Linked DNA regions of Mus musculus: region 2 is linked to region 1. Evidence: chromatin contacts called from public HiChIP or PLAC-seq data. All regions are on one chromosome and are shown on one strand. Each heading gives the region's core, a stretch centred on a gene start, on an enhancer-like site or on the middle of the called end of the contact. The rest is flanking DNA. Distances are from core to core; before and after follow the strand shown.

Evidence for each region. HiChIP or PLAC-seq counts read pairs in DNA pulled down with a chosen protein or histone mark.
Region 2: a contact with region 1 is called in a BATF HiChIP or PLAC-seq map of CD8 T cells, with 5 read pairs. The contact joins two enhancer-like sites. A contact is called at or near these places in 2 of 484 Hi-C or Micro-C datasets (nephron progenitors and peritoneal macrophages), 1 of 115 datasets of contacts at active chromatin or transcription factors (CD8 T cells) and 2 of 9 other capture datasets (adipose tissue and liver).

The regions. Positions count from the first base shown.
Region 1 is chr3:60,432,631-60,440,249 of GRCm38.p6, forward strand. No RefSeq gene overlaps it. Among named protein-coding and RNA genes, the nearest start is that of Mbnl1, 65 kb to the right of the region's middle. Within about 2 kb of position 5,896, at least 45 of the 459 cell types and tissues checked have an H3K27ac peak or open chromatin away from gene starts, as enhancers often do. A contact at or near this core is called in CD8 T cells, where this site is marked.
Region 2 is chr3:60,607,544-60,614,356 of GRCm38.p6, forward strand. It overlaps Mbnl1 (muscleblind like splicing factor 1), which reads left to right. Exons shown (of 10, transcript NM_020007.4): 5 at 5,720-5,977. Among named protein-coding and RNA genes, the nearest start is that of Mbnl1, 110 kb to the left of the region's middle. Within about 2 kb of position 4,493, at least 12 of the 459 cell types and tissues checked have an H3K27ac peak or open chromatin away from gene starts, as enhancers often do. A contact at or near this core is called in CD8 T cells, where this site is marked.

The DNA.
Region 1 (7,619 bases), core at 4,646-7,145:
GCTTTTGGCAAGATAGCCATTTTTACAATGTTGATCCTGCCAATCCATGAGCATGGGAGATCTTTCCATCTTCTGAGATCTTCTTTAATTTCTTTCTTCAGAGATTTGAAGTTTTTATCATACAGATCTTTCACCTCCTTAGTTAGAGTCACGCCAAGATATTTTATATTATTTGTGACTATTGAGAAGGGTGTTGTTTCCCTAATTTCTTTCTCAGCCTGTTTATTCTTTGTATAGAGAAAGGCCATTGACTTGTTTGAGTTTATTTTATATCCAGCTACTTCACCGAAGCTGTTTATCAGGTTTAAGAGTTCTCTGGTAGAATTTTTAGGGTCACTTATATATACTATCATATCATCTGCAAAAAGTGATATTTTGACTTCCTCTTTTCCAATTTGTATCCCCTTGATCTCCTTTTGTTGTCGAATTGCTCTGGCTAATACTTCAAGTACTATGTTGAAAAGGTAGGGAGAAAGTGGGCAGCCTTGTCTAGTCCCTGATTTTAGTGGGATTGCTTCCAGCTTCTCTCCATTTACTTTGATGTTGGCTACTGGTTTGCTGTAGATTGCTTTTATCATGTTTAGGTATGGGCCTTGAATTCCTGATCTTTCCAAAACTTTTATCATGAATGGGTGTTGGATCTTGTCAAATGCTTTTTCTGCATCTAACGAGATGATCATGTGATTTTTGTCTTTGAGTTTGTTTATATAATGGATTACATTGATGGATTTTCGTATATTAAACCATCCCTGCATCCCTGGAATAAAACCTACTTGGTCAGGATGGATGATTGCTTTAATGTGTTCTTGGATTCGGTTAGCGAGAATTTTATTGAGGATTTTTGCATCGATATTCATAAGAGAAATTGGTCTGAAGTTCTCTATCTTTGTTGGATCTTTCTGTGGTTTAGGTATCAGAGTAATAGTGGCTTCATAAAATGAGTTGGGTAGAGTACCTTCTACTTCTATTTTGTGAAATAGTTTGTGCAGAATTGGAATTAGATCTTCTTTGAAGGTCTGATAGAACTCTGCACTAAACCCATCTGGTCCTGGGCTTTTTTTGGTTGGGAGACTATTAATAACTGCTTCTATTTCTTTAGGTGATATGGGACTGTTTAGATGGTCAACTTGATCCTGACTCAACTTTGGTACCTGGTATCTGTCCAGAAATTTGTCCATTTCGTCCAGGTTTTCCAGTTTTGTTGAGTATAGCCTTTTGTAGAAGGATCTGATGGTGTTTTGGATTTCTTCAGGATCTGTTGTTATGTCTCCCTTTTCATTTCTGATTTTGTTAATTAGGATTTTGTCCCTGTGCCCTTTAGTGAGTCTAGCTAAGGGTTTATCTATCTTGTTGATTTTCTCAAAGAACCAACTCCTCGTTTGGTTAATTCTTTGAATAGTTCTTCTTGTTTCCACTTGGTTGATTTCACCCCTGAGTTTGATTATTTCCTGCCGTCTACTCCTCTTGGGTGAATTTGCTTCCTTTTTTTCTAGGGCTTTTAGATGTGTTGTCAAGCTGCTAGTATGTGCTGTCTCCCGTTTCTTCTTGGAGGCACTCAGCGCTATGAGTTTCCCTCTTAGAAATGCTTTCATTGTGTCCCATAGGTTTGGGTACGTTGTGGCTTCATTTTCATTAAACTCTAAAAAGTCTTTAATTTCTTTCTTTATTCCTTCCTTGACCAAGGTATCATTGAGAAGAGTGTTATTCAGTTTCCACGTGAATGTTGGCTTTCCATTATTTATGTTGTTATTGAAGATCAGTCTTAGGCCATGGTGGTCTGATAGGATACATGGGACAATTTCAATATTTTTGTATCTATTGAGGCCTGTTTTGTGACCAATTATATGGTCAATTTTGGAGACGGTCCCGTGAGGTGCTGAGAAGAAGGTATATCCTTTTGTTTTAGGATAAAATGTTCTGTAGATATCTGTCAGGTCCATTTGTTTCATAACTTCTGTTAGTTTCACTGTGTCCCTGTTTAGTTTCTGTTTCCACGATCTGTCCTTTGAAGAAAGTGGTGTGTTGAAGTCTCCCACTATTATTGTGTGAGGTGCAATGTATGCTTTGAGCTTTACTAAAGTGTCTCTAATGAATGTGGCTGCCCTGGCATTTGGTGCGTAGATATTCAGAATTGAGAGTTCCTCTTGGAGGATTTTACCTTTGATGAGTATGAAGTGTCCCTCCTTGTCTTTTTTGATAACTTTGGGTTGGAAGTCGATTTTATCCGATATTAAAATGGCTACTCCAGCTTGTTTCTTCAGTCCATTTGCTTGGAAAATTGTTTTCCAGCCTTTCACTCTGAGGTAGTGTCTGTCTTTTTCCCTGAGATGGGTTTCCTGTAAGCAGCAGAATGTTGGGTCCTGTTTGTGTAGCCAGTCTGTTAGTCTATGTCTTTTTATTGGGGAATTGAGTCCATTGATATTAAGAGATATTAAGGAAAAGTAATTGTTGCTCCCTTTTATTTTTGTTGTTAGAGTTGGCATTCTGTTCTTGTGGCTGTCTTCTTTTTGGTTTGTTGAATGATTACTTTCTTGGTTGTTCTAGGGCGTGATTTCCGTCCTTGTATTGCTTCTTTTCTGTTATTATCCTTTGAAGGGCTGGATTCGTGGAAAGATATTGTGTGAACTTGGTTTTGTCGTGGAATACTTTGGTTTCTCCATCTATGGTAATTGAGAGTTTGGCCGGGTATAGTAGCCTGGGCTGGCATTTGTGTTCTCTTAGTGTCTGTATAACATCTGTCCAGGCTCTTCTGGCTTTCATAGTCTCTGGTGAAAAGTCTGGTGTAATTCTGATAGGCCTTCCTTTATATGTTACTTGACCTTTCTCCCTTACTGCTTTTAATATTCTATCTTTATTTAGTGCATTTGTTGTTCTGATTATTATGTGTCGGGAGGAATTTCTTTTCTGGTCCAGTCTATTTGGAGTTCTGTATGCTTCTTGTATGATCATGGGCATCTCTTTTTTTATGTTTGGGAAGTTTTCTTCTATTATTTTGTTGAAGATATTAGCTGGCCCTTTAAGTTGAAAATCTTCATTCTCATCAATTCCTATTATCCGTAGGTTTGGTCTTCTCATTGTGTCCTGGATTACCTGGATGTTTTGAGTTAGGATCCTTTTGCATTTTGTATTTTCTTTGACTGTTGTGTCGATGTTCTCTATGGAATCTTCTGCACCTGAGATTCTCTCTTCCATTTCTTGTATTCTGTTGCTGATGCTCGCATCTATGGTTCCAGATCTCTTTCCTAGGGTTTCTATCTCCAGCGTTGCCTCGCTTTGGGTTTTCTTTATTGTGTCTACTTCCCCTTTTAGTTCTAGTATGGTTTTGTTCATTTCCATCACCTGTTTGGCTGTGTTTTCCTGCTTTTCTTTAAGAGCCTGTAACTCTTTAGCAGTGCTCTCCTGTAAATCTTTAAGTGACTTATGAAAGTCCTTCTTGATGTCCTCTATCATCATCATGAGAAATGTTTTTAAATCTGGGTCTAGATTTTCGGTTGTGTTGGGGTGCCCAGGACTAGGTGGGGTGGGAGTGCTGCGTTCTGATGATGGTGAGTGGTCTTGATTTCTGTTAGTAGGATTCTTACGTTTGCCTTTCGCCATCTGGTAATCTCTGAAGCTAGCTGTTTTAGTTGTCACTGTTAAGAGCTTGTTCTTCAGGTGACTCTGTTAGCCTCTATGAGCAGACCTGGAGGGTAGCACTCTCCTTAGTTTCAGTGGGCAGAGTATTCTCTGCAGGTAAGCTCTCTTCTTGCAAGGCAGGTACCCAGATATCTGGTGTTCGAACCAGACTCCTGGCAGAAGTTGTGTTCCACTCACTAGAGGTCTTAGGATCATGTGTGGAATCCTGTGTGGGCCCTTGCGGGTGTCAGGCGACTCAGCTGGCAAGGTAGCCGGGGCTCGAGTGGAGTGGAAGGGGTTTGTGCCCCAGATCAAGCCCGGGTAGCCTGCTTCCCTATGTACCGCAGTCTCAAGTTCCACGCGATTGGATTGGGGTAGGCGCTGTGTTCCACTCACCAGAGGTCTTAGGGTCCCGTGGGGAGTCCCGTGTGGGCCCTTGCGGGTGTTGGGCAAGACTCTGCTGTCAAGGTAGCCCGGGGCTCGAGTCTCGAGTCGAGCGGAAGGGACTTGTGCCCCAGATCAGGCCCGGGTAGCCTGCTTCCCTATGTACCGCAGTCTCAAGTTCCGCGCGATTGGATTGGGGCAGGCACTGTGGTCCACTCACCAGAGGTCTTAGGGTCCCGTGGGGAGTCCCGTGTGGACCCTTGCGGGTGTTGGGCAAGACTCTGCTGGCAAGGTAGCCCGGGGCTCGAGTCTCGAGTCGAGCGGAAGGGACTTGTGCCCCAGATCAGGCCCGGGTAGCCTGCTTCCCTATGTACCGCAGTCTCAAGTTCCGCGCGATTGGATTGGGGCAGGCACTGTGATCCACTCACCAGAGGTCTTAGGGTCCCGTGGGGAGTCCCGTGTGGACCCTTGCGGGTGTTGGGCAAGACTCTGCTGGCAAGGTAGCCCGGGGCTCGAGTCTCGAGTCGAGCGGAAGGGCTCTCTCTCTCTTTCTTTCTTTCTCTCTCTCTTTCTGTTTTTTCTTTCTTTCTTCTTTCTTTCTGTCTGTCTGTCTGTCTGTATGTATGTATGTATGTATGTATGTATTTCTCTTCCTCTCTCTCTCTCTCTCTCTCTCTCTCTCTCTCTCTCTCTCTCTCTCTCTGTTTTTCTCAGTCATGTTTGGTTCTAACCTAGGAATCAGAGCCATTCAGCTTCCTGAACCTGTCCATCCAGGCTGTATCAGGCATAGGATCCCTCTTGTGGTATGGGCTTGAAGTTAGATCAGTCAATGTTTTGGCCACTACCACAAGCTCTGAGCCACCATTTCCCTCACACATCTTCCAGGCAGGGAAGGTTATGGACCACAGATTTTGTGGCTGGGTTGGTGTCCCAGTTCTACCACATCTTTCAAGTCTTGCAGAAGAAAGAAAACAATATTGAATGCATTCATTATTTTGATTTTGAATGCAAAGTTTAACAAACTTTTAATTGGCTGAGAGGCTGCAGGAAGACACAATAACAGCTCCCTACCATCATCATTTCCCAGTGAGGTTTTTTGGTTAAAATTAGGCCTTCTGAATATCAGCAGAGTGAGAAGTTATTGTTGGGTGCATTTTAATAGCAGAAAACTAAATAGCAGAGGCCTTAGTTAGTTGTTCCAAAGTCAGAAAAGGAAACATTACAGACCTTGGATCCCAGCCAACGTGTCCAATCCCAGGAAGGAAGTAGATCATTGTGTTGCTTCATCTTACTTTTTATTGCAAGAGTTTCCATTTTTGAAAACCAACCTGGCATTTCATAAAAGCTCCCTCTGACAAACTTTGTCCTTTTTAATTGCCAAGGCCTTTGGATTCCAGGCTCTGTAGGCCTAAGGACATTTGCCCAATAAATCACAAACAGCTACAGAGGGAAACATCCCTGACACAAAGTAGCTATTAACTTGGGAAAACAAGCTCAAGAAAAATTAAGGAACCTGCTGGAATTTTAAGCATTAGAATCTCATCCTTGGGAGAGCTGTGGGGACAATAATAGTTGCTGGAGACACAAAACAGACAGAAAAATACTGCTTAAAACATTATATTCCAAACAATTGTAGGCACAGTGTCTACCCTCCAGTGCACCCACAAGGTCCTTATCACATGTGTTTGAAGACTACTGCACTAAATGCTTATTTAGCAGGTTAAATGGGTGGCAAAGGAATGGTTGGCACCCCTCTGATTTTGTATGTAGTTTGAGCAAGAAAGATGAACCAGAAAAAGGTACAAAGCAAAGAAGACATGCCAGCTGAGTGACATATCAGAAGGAAATAAGGACAATGGGACTTCTTTTTCTCAGAACTTTCCTGCTGTGATTAGAGCTGGGAAGTGTGGTTTTTATGCCTGTATATGACAGGGCAATTTTCTTCAATTTGCCATATCTCTCTAGTGCAATGCTATCAAAAGAATCTCTATGGTAATGAACTTTTTAAAATTTTTGGTTGTTTAATAACGTATCCAATAGCTAAATATGGCAGTTGAGGCCTTGAAAAGTGGCAGATGATAGTATACAACTAATTTTTGAATAGTTTAATTAATTTAAATGTAAATAGCTTCCTTGGTTTTTGGATACTGTGTGGGACAGTACTTCAATACACGCTGAGCCTATTTCTCTGTTTCATTCTTACCAAATTTAATAACTTTGTTTCTGTTTTGGTTTTAGTGAGTATTATAATTTAGTGCATAATTGTGAGAAGTCTAAAATGAGTCATGCAGATCAGACTTAGTACACTAAAAATAATTCCCTGGGGCTGGGAAGAGGCCCCATTGTCACACTTGCTGCCCAAGTGTGAGGACCAGAGTTTAGATCACAAGAAATCTATGTAAATGCCTAATAGGCATGGTGACTTGCCTATATTTCTAGTCCTCAAAGGAGACAGCAAACTGGCTAGCAAGACTAGCCAGGTTGACAAGCTCTGAGATAGATTGAGAAGTCTTGCAATGATTAATGCAATAGAAGACTAACATAGGATGATTCCCAACACAAATCTATGACCTTCACATGCAAGTGCACAAACATGTACATGTAGCCCACACATGCACACACACACACACACACACACACACACACACACACACCAAAAAAAAAAAAATCCCCAGAAAATAATTTTACAGGGGAAAGTGGAATGTCTCATCAGATAAAGGGACTTCCAACTAAACCTGATTATCTCAATACAGTCTCTCATTGTAGAGATAAAGTCTTTTGACTTCCACAGATACACATGACTCTCAGAAATGTACATAGATACAGATACACATACACATGTGTGCATGTACACATCCACTCTCAAATAATGAATGAATAAATATCAGCAATTCTATAAATATGGCTGAATAATATCTGATGTCTGTCTATTCAAAGACACAAACATGAGTTTCATTTATATAAAACAGCATAAGACATTGAGAATTGAAATTATGTTTTTCTGTGTCCTGGAGGAATGTGCCTTCTCAAAAACCTCATGTATAACCTCTTAGTGCTTATACATGTGGTGTGGGAGACAGAGAAAAACAGAGAGAGAGAGAGAGAGAGAGAGAGAGAGAGAGAGAGAGAGAGAGAGAGAGAGAGAGAGAGAAGAGAGACAGAGACAGAGACACAGAGAGAGACAGAGATACGGAGAGACAGAAAGAGAGAGAACAAGTAAAAAAAGCCAAACAAAAAATAATTGAGGGGGCTGGAGAGATGGCTCAGCGGGTAAGAGCACCAATTGCTCTACTGAGGTCCTGAGTTCAAATCCCAGCAACCACATGGTGGCTCACAACCATCTGTAATGAGATCTGACGCCCTCTTCTGGTGTGTCTGAAGTCAGCTACAGTGTACTTATGAATAATAATAAATAAATCTTTAAAAAAAAATAATTGAGGCTTTGCAAGCACAAATGTCTAAGGTATGTAAAAATGAAGTTTATATGTGACGTGTCAATCCATATTAAATATGAGGCAAAGAAAACCCATGAGTTCTCATCCACAATGTATTCTACCACTTTGGTCACATCAGGGGGCCATCTGCTCAGCCCATCTGAGGTCCACCATCACTGTTTCATC
Region 2 (6,813 bases), core at 3,243-5,742, 170 kb after region 1:
GATTGGTATTTTAGTGAGTTTAATGAATTTAGTATTATATTAAAGCAAAAGTCCCCAGCTATTGATGGTTCTCCACTTAAGCTCTTTTACTCGTCTTCCAGAGGACCCATGTGACTCACAACTGCCTGCCAATCCAAGTCCAAGGGATTCTAGTGCCCTTTTATAGCCTCTGTGGGCTCTACATTCATGTGTGCAAACCCACACATGGACACTTAATTAAAAATAAAAGGCTTTATATTCACTAAGATTAAAAACGCAGCAACTCTTTATCTTGGTGTGTGTGTGTGTGTGTGTGTGTGTGTGTGTGTGTGTGTGTGTTTCTGGGATCCAACAAATGCTTTTAACAGGAAAAGCTTATCAGTCAATTCCTTTTAGTTTGTATTTTTGTAGAGGATACATTGCCACTTCTTGTCTAATACTTTAATATCGTTAAAAAATTAAAGACATTTTAAAAGAATACAATTTTTAAATCATAGATTAGCTATATAATATCTCTTCAAAGTATATTCAAGCTTCTTTTAAATATTTAATACTATTTCCCTGTCAGTTATTAATTTTTATAATTAATTTAAGTTTGTCCAAAACAAAAGTTTTTAACTTGTAAATTATTTTAATATAAGGTAATTACCAACTTTGGCTTGACTACTCATTTCCTACTATTTCACAAATTTTTCATTTAAATTAATGTTTAAATTTCTCTTATTTTGAAAGAGTAATAAAATATCTGTAGAGTTATAGGCTTTAACATGTTGATGACTTTAATGCTGTACCTGAATTATTGTTCTTTTGAATTTATGCAGCATTTCGTAGAGTGACAGAAACCCTGAAATGGACTTAATACATGTTGGTCATTCCTACACACTCATAGTTGACCTTTAAAGATATGTAGTTAAATGACAAATGTATACATGTACACAATATAATGATGTATATTTCATACCCAGTGTGAATAATAATATAGGTATGTTGTACTTTCTGAACTAAAAGATGATGATGCCCACATTATAATTTAAAAAAAAATACCCATTGGATCTTAACAGAAATCCTGAAAGATATTTAAATAAATAAGCAGATTCTCTGGGGTTTTTGTTCGTTTGTTTGGTTGGTTTGTTTTAGAAAAATAAATCAAAATTTATGTGTGATTTAAGTGATTATAAATATAAAATTTATATTTTATATTAAAATGTGATTATAAATATAACTTAACTATGATTGATCAATGAGGTTCACCAGAGTTTTAAACTTAGGAAACTTAATTCATTTCATGGAAGTACAAGCAGTTTCTTTTTATTTTTTTTCTTGTATTCTTTTTAGAATAAATATTAGAGCCATAATCAAATTACTGATTATCAAGAATACTTTTTTATTTTGATTGATTGATTGATTGATTGATTGGCAAAGTTTCACTGCATAGCCCTAGTTTCTCTGGTACTCAGAATGTAAACATGGTAGGCTTTGCACTCAGAGATGTGCCTTCCTCTGTCCTCTGTCCTAGGGTGTAAGGATTAAACAGGTTAAAGGTGTTTGCCACCCCAGAGATTTCACCACCAGGAATGACTTTTAAGGCTAACATGTGATGATAAGCTTAATAGAAATGAAGTCCTTGGGACTTGTTGACATCCCAGAATATTAAGGTCAACTAAGTCCCTGGCCACCATTATGGTTATTTTTCCATTCCTGACTTTTAGTGTTATTCTCTAAATATTGCTGAGTTTGTTACACAGATGTGGTAAAAAACAAACATGCGCCCTCTAGAGGATCTCTTCTGAAAAGCTGTGCAATAACTGTCCAGCTTTAGAGTTCCAGCATTGACGTGATTTCCCCAGGACCCCCAACAGTCACCACCTTATGAGACATGGAAATCTTCCTATTGTTTTCAATTATATTTGTTACATTTTTAAAAATAAAGACTAAACAGTGGAACTACTTATATTAAATAGATTTGAGTGCTGTGTTATAAGCTGTTTTCTTTACACTAATTAGTATTTCTGTTTTAATTGCTGTTGATATTGTTTCATTTTCTGAATGTCTTTCTATGACAAGAAATAGTTCCAAAATTGCAAACTCCATCTTCTTTGTGCCTTGTTGATACTATCCTATTTATTTAACCAAAATATTTATCATTCCATATTCACATTTCTTTGGAAATTGGCAGCTTTTTCCTATTGACTAAAGTTTATAATTATCCTACAAAAGTTGTATGAGAGATAGAATTTATGATGTTTTGGTGAATATTGCAGTGGAAATGCTACATTTTATATTAAAAGCAACTTTTATCGGTTTCCTGTTACACTGTATAAATAGCCTACTTAATGTTCACAGAGTAAGACACACAGTAGTCTTTTTTGATTGAATCTGATTTTGTGTATGGCTTAGTGTAACTGATCATTTTAATTTAGGTTTAAGAAAATCAAACTACAGGAAATACTTTAAATTTTTGACCTACAAATTTTATTTCTACATATTCAAATTAGAAAATTATCCAAAATGCCTATTGTCATATTTCCTTTGCAAAAGTATTCATAATAAGAAAGCAATGGAAATAATCTCTAGATCCACTGAAGAGTCATCCATACTGTGTGCAGTGTTTGATAACTGAGGTGCAATCGGAAATGGTGACATTGACCTCATAGAGGAAAATGAAAATGTTGAAACTGTTAAGTAAGGCATTGCTTTCTGAAAATGATAACCAAGTTGTACCCTGATCACAGCCATGCAAAAGTCTGTGCAAACTGAAAACTGCACAAAAGGAAAATATAGTCAGAACATTGCTTGGATTTTTTTTTTAAATGTGTCTGTTTCTTAAGTTCTCACCCTGTTTTAAATTATGAGATTAAATATATTGAAAAAAGTTTTTAATCTTAATTTACCAATGTAGACTACATCTAAAAGTTCTGTCTTGTTTGAATGAGATTGGTAAACTCAGACTAAAGTTTCCTCGGCATTTCAGAAAAAGAAACAGACCAAATCTGTATTTAGCAGTCTGCAGATAGACCCTTCTGCTGTTTAGCAGTCTGCAGATAGACCCTTCTGCTGGTGGTGACTGTAAGAGCGACTGTGTTTTAAAGTTGGCTTCATTCAGTCTCCAACATTCCAGAGTACATCTAATATCTGCCAGACTTTTCTTGCAAGCCTCTCACTAGTTAAACTTTTGTAATAAGCTGTCTCCTACACTATTTTCCTAAACTCAAAGTTAAAACTGCAGCAAAAATGACCAATGAATGCTAAAATCTTAGGAGAAGATGCTTTTCCATTGCATTCTGGGTAGATTCCTAGTTATCAGCTCTGGTTAACTATTTGTACAAAGCCCCTGTGTGCATTCCACAAAAGAGTGAAGTGTAAATTGTCATCAAGCAGTCCTTAACCTGTAGAAAACCATACATGCACAAACAGAACTCACAAATACACTGTCTTTAGGTCAAAGGTCTTCCTGTCAATGTGGCAAGATCGACACATAGCGTTAAGTATTCTGCTTTCAGCTCACTCTTAGACTTAGAAAGAGGGTTGTTGACGTCTGAATAGAGAGAACACCTGGACCTGTCTGAAGTCGTGTTAAATCAAGCCACAATGTTAGGTTTCGTTTAGTACTAGACATAGATTTAACACAAAATGTATTTTTATGGAGAGGTAAACTGACTTCATTGTAATGTATTTTTATTCAGAGTATCTCCTAACGTGGCCCCAGTGATTAGGCCATAGTTTGGAACATGCTCCTGGAACCTGTGTTTGGAAGGTCCCACAACTTCCCTTGGGACTCAGCTAGAAAGGGGGCTTGTTCTGAAACACAACTTGGACACATTTGCTTTCTGAACTTTGACCTCTTTGTTACTCATAAGTTTTTTTTTCCTGTTCAAGAAGATGAATATACTAATCAAAACAGTCTTTTGTAACTTCCTAAATCATCTGTATTGTTAGTTATTCAGCATACTTAACAATTAAATAAACTAAGGAAGGGCAGTAGCTGAGTTAGGCTGTTGCTGTGCTGTAGAATGCAGGTCTTTAGGTAGGTGAATGTTTCCAGTATTCATTTACAACATGGTTTTTAACGTGTAGCCAAACCCAAGTTCTTAATATGAACCACTTTCTACAATAATAGGTTATTAATACAGTTAGGGGCTAGGTTTACACGTGGTCGTTTTATTAGAACTATAAAAATCGCCGGGCGTGGTGGCGCACGCCTTTAATCCCAGCACTTGGGAGGCAAAGGCAGGCGGATTTCTGAGTTCGAGGCCAGCCTGGTCTACAGAGTGAGTTCCAGGACAGCCAGGGCTACACAGAGAAACCCTGTCTCGAAAATCCAAAAAAAAAAAAAAAAAAAAAAAAAAAAAGAACTATAAAAATCATAGCATCTTGTTCTTGCTTAACTAAGAAATGGTGTCCAGTGTTTGCATCTGCCTTGTTTTGGGGGGCAGACATCCAGGATGTATAAAAGCTGTGTCTTTGAAGTATGTGTTGTAAAAAATTTGAGGTTTGAAACCAGAGTTCAAACTTGTAAGGTCATTCAGTGTTTTAGATCGCCCCCTGGTGGTCAAAAGATCTAACTCCCAAAGGGGAGACTTGGAAACTTCATTCAGTACAACTCAAAGAACAAATGAATGAGAAAGAATACATTTTACCTCCTCCCACGGATACAGTAAAATTAACAGATACAAAGCAAATACACAGTAACACACATGAGTGTCTTTCTCCATCCACTTTCTACAGCTGCCTTGTACCCAAAAGTGACTCCTCGAAACATTTTGGTTAGAAAGGCTCTCCGGCTAGAATGTTTTGTTTTTTACTTGGAACAATTTTGTTTTATCCAAGAGTTACAAGTATACAGCTGAAAGTTCTTGCCTGATATTCACTAGACTAAATAACTTCAGTACTGCTTACAAATCCAAAAATTTAACTTTCATTTACTATAAATTAAATGATCTGTATACCTGAATCAGATTTAAGTTTTGATTACATTGATTCTTTATTTGTCCATGTGTCTGGTCACATGCATGCACTCATGCCCCAGAGTGTTATGTGGACAGCAAAGGATGGTTTGCAGGAGTAAGTTCTGTCCTCCCACTGTGTGGTTTCAGGACTCCGGCTCAGGATGTCAGTTGGTGCAGTGTCTCCTGGGCTCCTGCAGCAGGTGTAAGCAGCTGTCCTGCCAGCATCCCTTCTCAGGCTCCATGATCACTGTCCACGGCAGTGACTTAATCTTTCTCCTGGTAGTGTGCATGGCACTTTGAAACAATGTTTGATTATTTTATAAAATGCTTCCTATCTGGTTTGACTGGTAGTCCTCAGTTTTAACAATAGGAAATGATACAAATACCGTGATGTGGTGTGTTGGTTTTGAATCACACCAACAGAGTGGTGTGTCCCTGTGTCTCAATCTTTATGCATTTACTTGGTGAGAATGATGGCTGCTGGCTCTCCTCACTATAAAATCCAGACTTTCCCCCTCTCTAATTAATAAGGAAACCAACACAATAGTGGATAGATGTTTCATTATATGCTCTCTGTTCACTGTAAACATATTTTCTTTCTCAAGAACATTCCCCTGGAAATGTGCTAATATTTAAATGCTAAGCACTGCTGAGTTATGCCACTACATTGCTCTAGTTTGCCCTCTCCCTCCATGTACACCCTTGGTCACCAATTTGGATAGTTGGATTACTGTTTTCAGAAAGGACCCGCATGCTCATATTGACTGAATCCCGTGCATTTAATGACCTCATAGGTGTGTCGAGAGTACCAGCGTGGCAATTGCAACAGAGGAGAAAATGACTGTCGGTTTGCTCATCCTGCTGACAGCACAATGATTGATACCAATGACAACACAGTCACTGTCTGCATGGATTACATCAAGGGGAGATGCTCTCGGGAAAAGTGCAAATACTTCCATCCTCCCGCACACCTGCAAGCCAAGATCAAGGCTGCCCAATACCAGGTCAACCAGGCTGCAGCAGCACAGGCTGCAGCTACTGCAGCTGCCATGGTGAGTGGAGACAGCAGTGCCCTCCTGTCAGCAATCAGAAAAGATAGTGAACAATTTCTCTACTGCCAGCTATTCATCTATTAACCTCTTCCTCCCGTTTTGCTGAAGATATGTTTGTTCAGGTATCCCACACAATACATAAAGAAGCTACCATTCACAGACGCAAGGATAACTCCTCAAATGTTGCTCATCCTCTTAGCCTAACCCCTAAGACTGTCTCATTCTGGATGTAGGGTTTCTGAAATTCCTGCTTCATAAGGAACCACTTGTCGCCTTTCTGATTGAACGACACTGCCATTTCCAGTCTCTGATTTCTGTATGCCATCCAGCTGGCCCTTGTTCTCCTTGAGTGTGTTCTTCCCCACATCAAGGCTCTTCTTTACATTTATCTTGCCTTTAATAACATCATCTGAAACTATTTAGGAGAATAGCTTCAACAAAATTGTTTTTAAATTAGCTGCAATGATCCTTTTGAATGATCCGCTGTCGAGATCGTGTGAAGGCCTACTGTGGCAGAAACATGATTATTACAGTGCCAAATATTGACTAAGCCACTATACAGGGAAGAGAAGAGCACTAGCACTCAAGGAGTGTTTAAAAAATGAATAAATAAGTAAGGATCATTTAGGGTAGATGCTAAGTGGTTTATCTTAAGATCAACTTCAATGAGACCTAGTAGATGAGTTTAAGGAGGCCATTTCTTCTTGGCTTAGCTGTTTTAACGCTGTCCTTTTTAATATAAATATATAACTTATTCTTTAAATATTCATACAAAAATCATTGTCATGGCACAGTAAAATGATCATGAGAGAGGTCTTTTCTGTGTTTGTTTATGG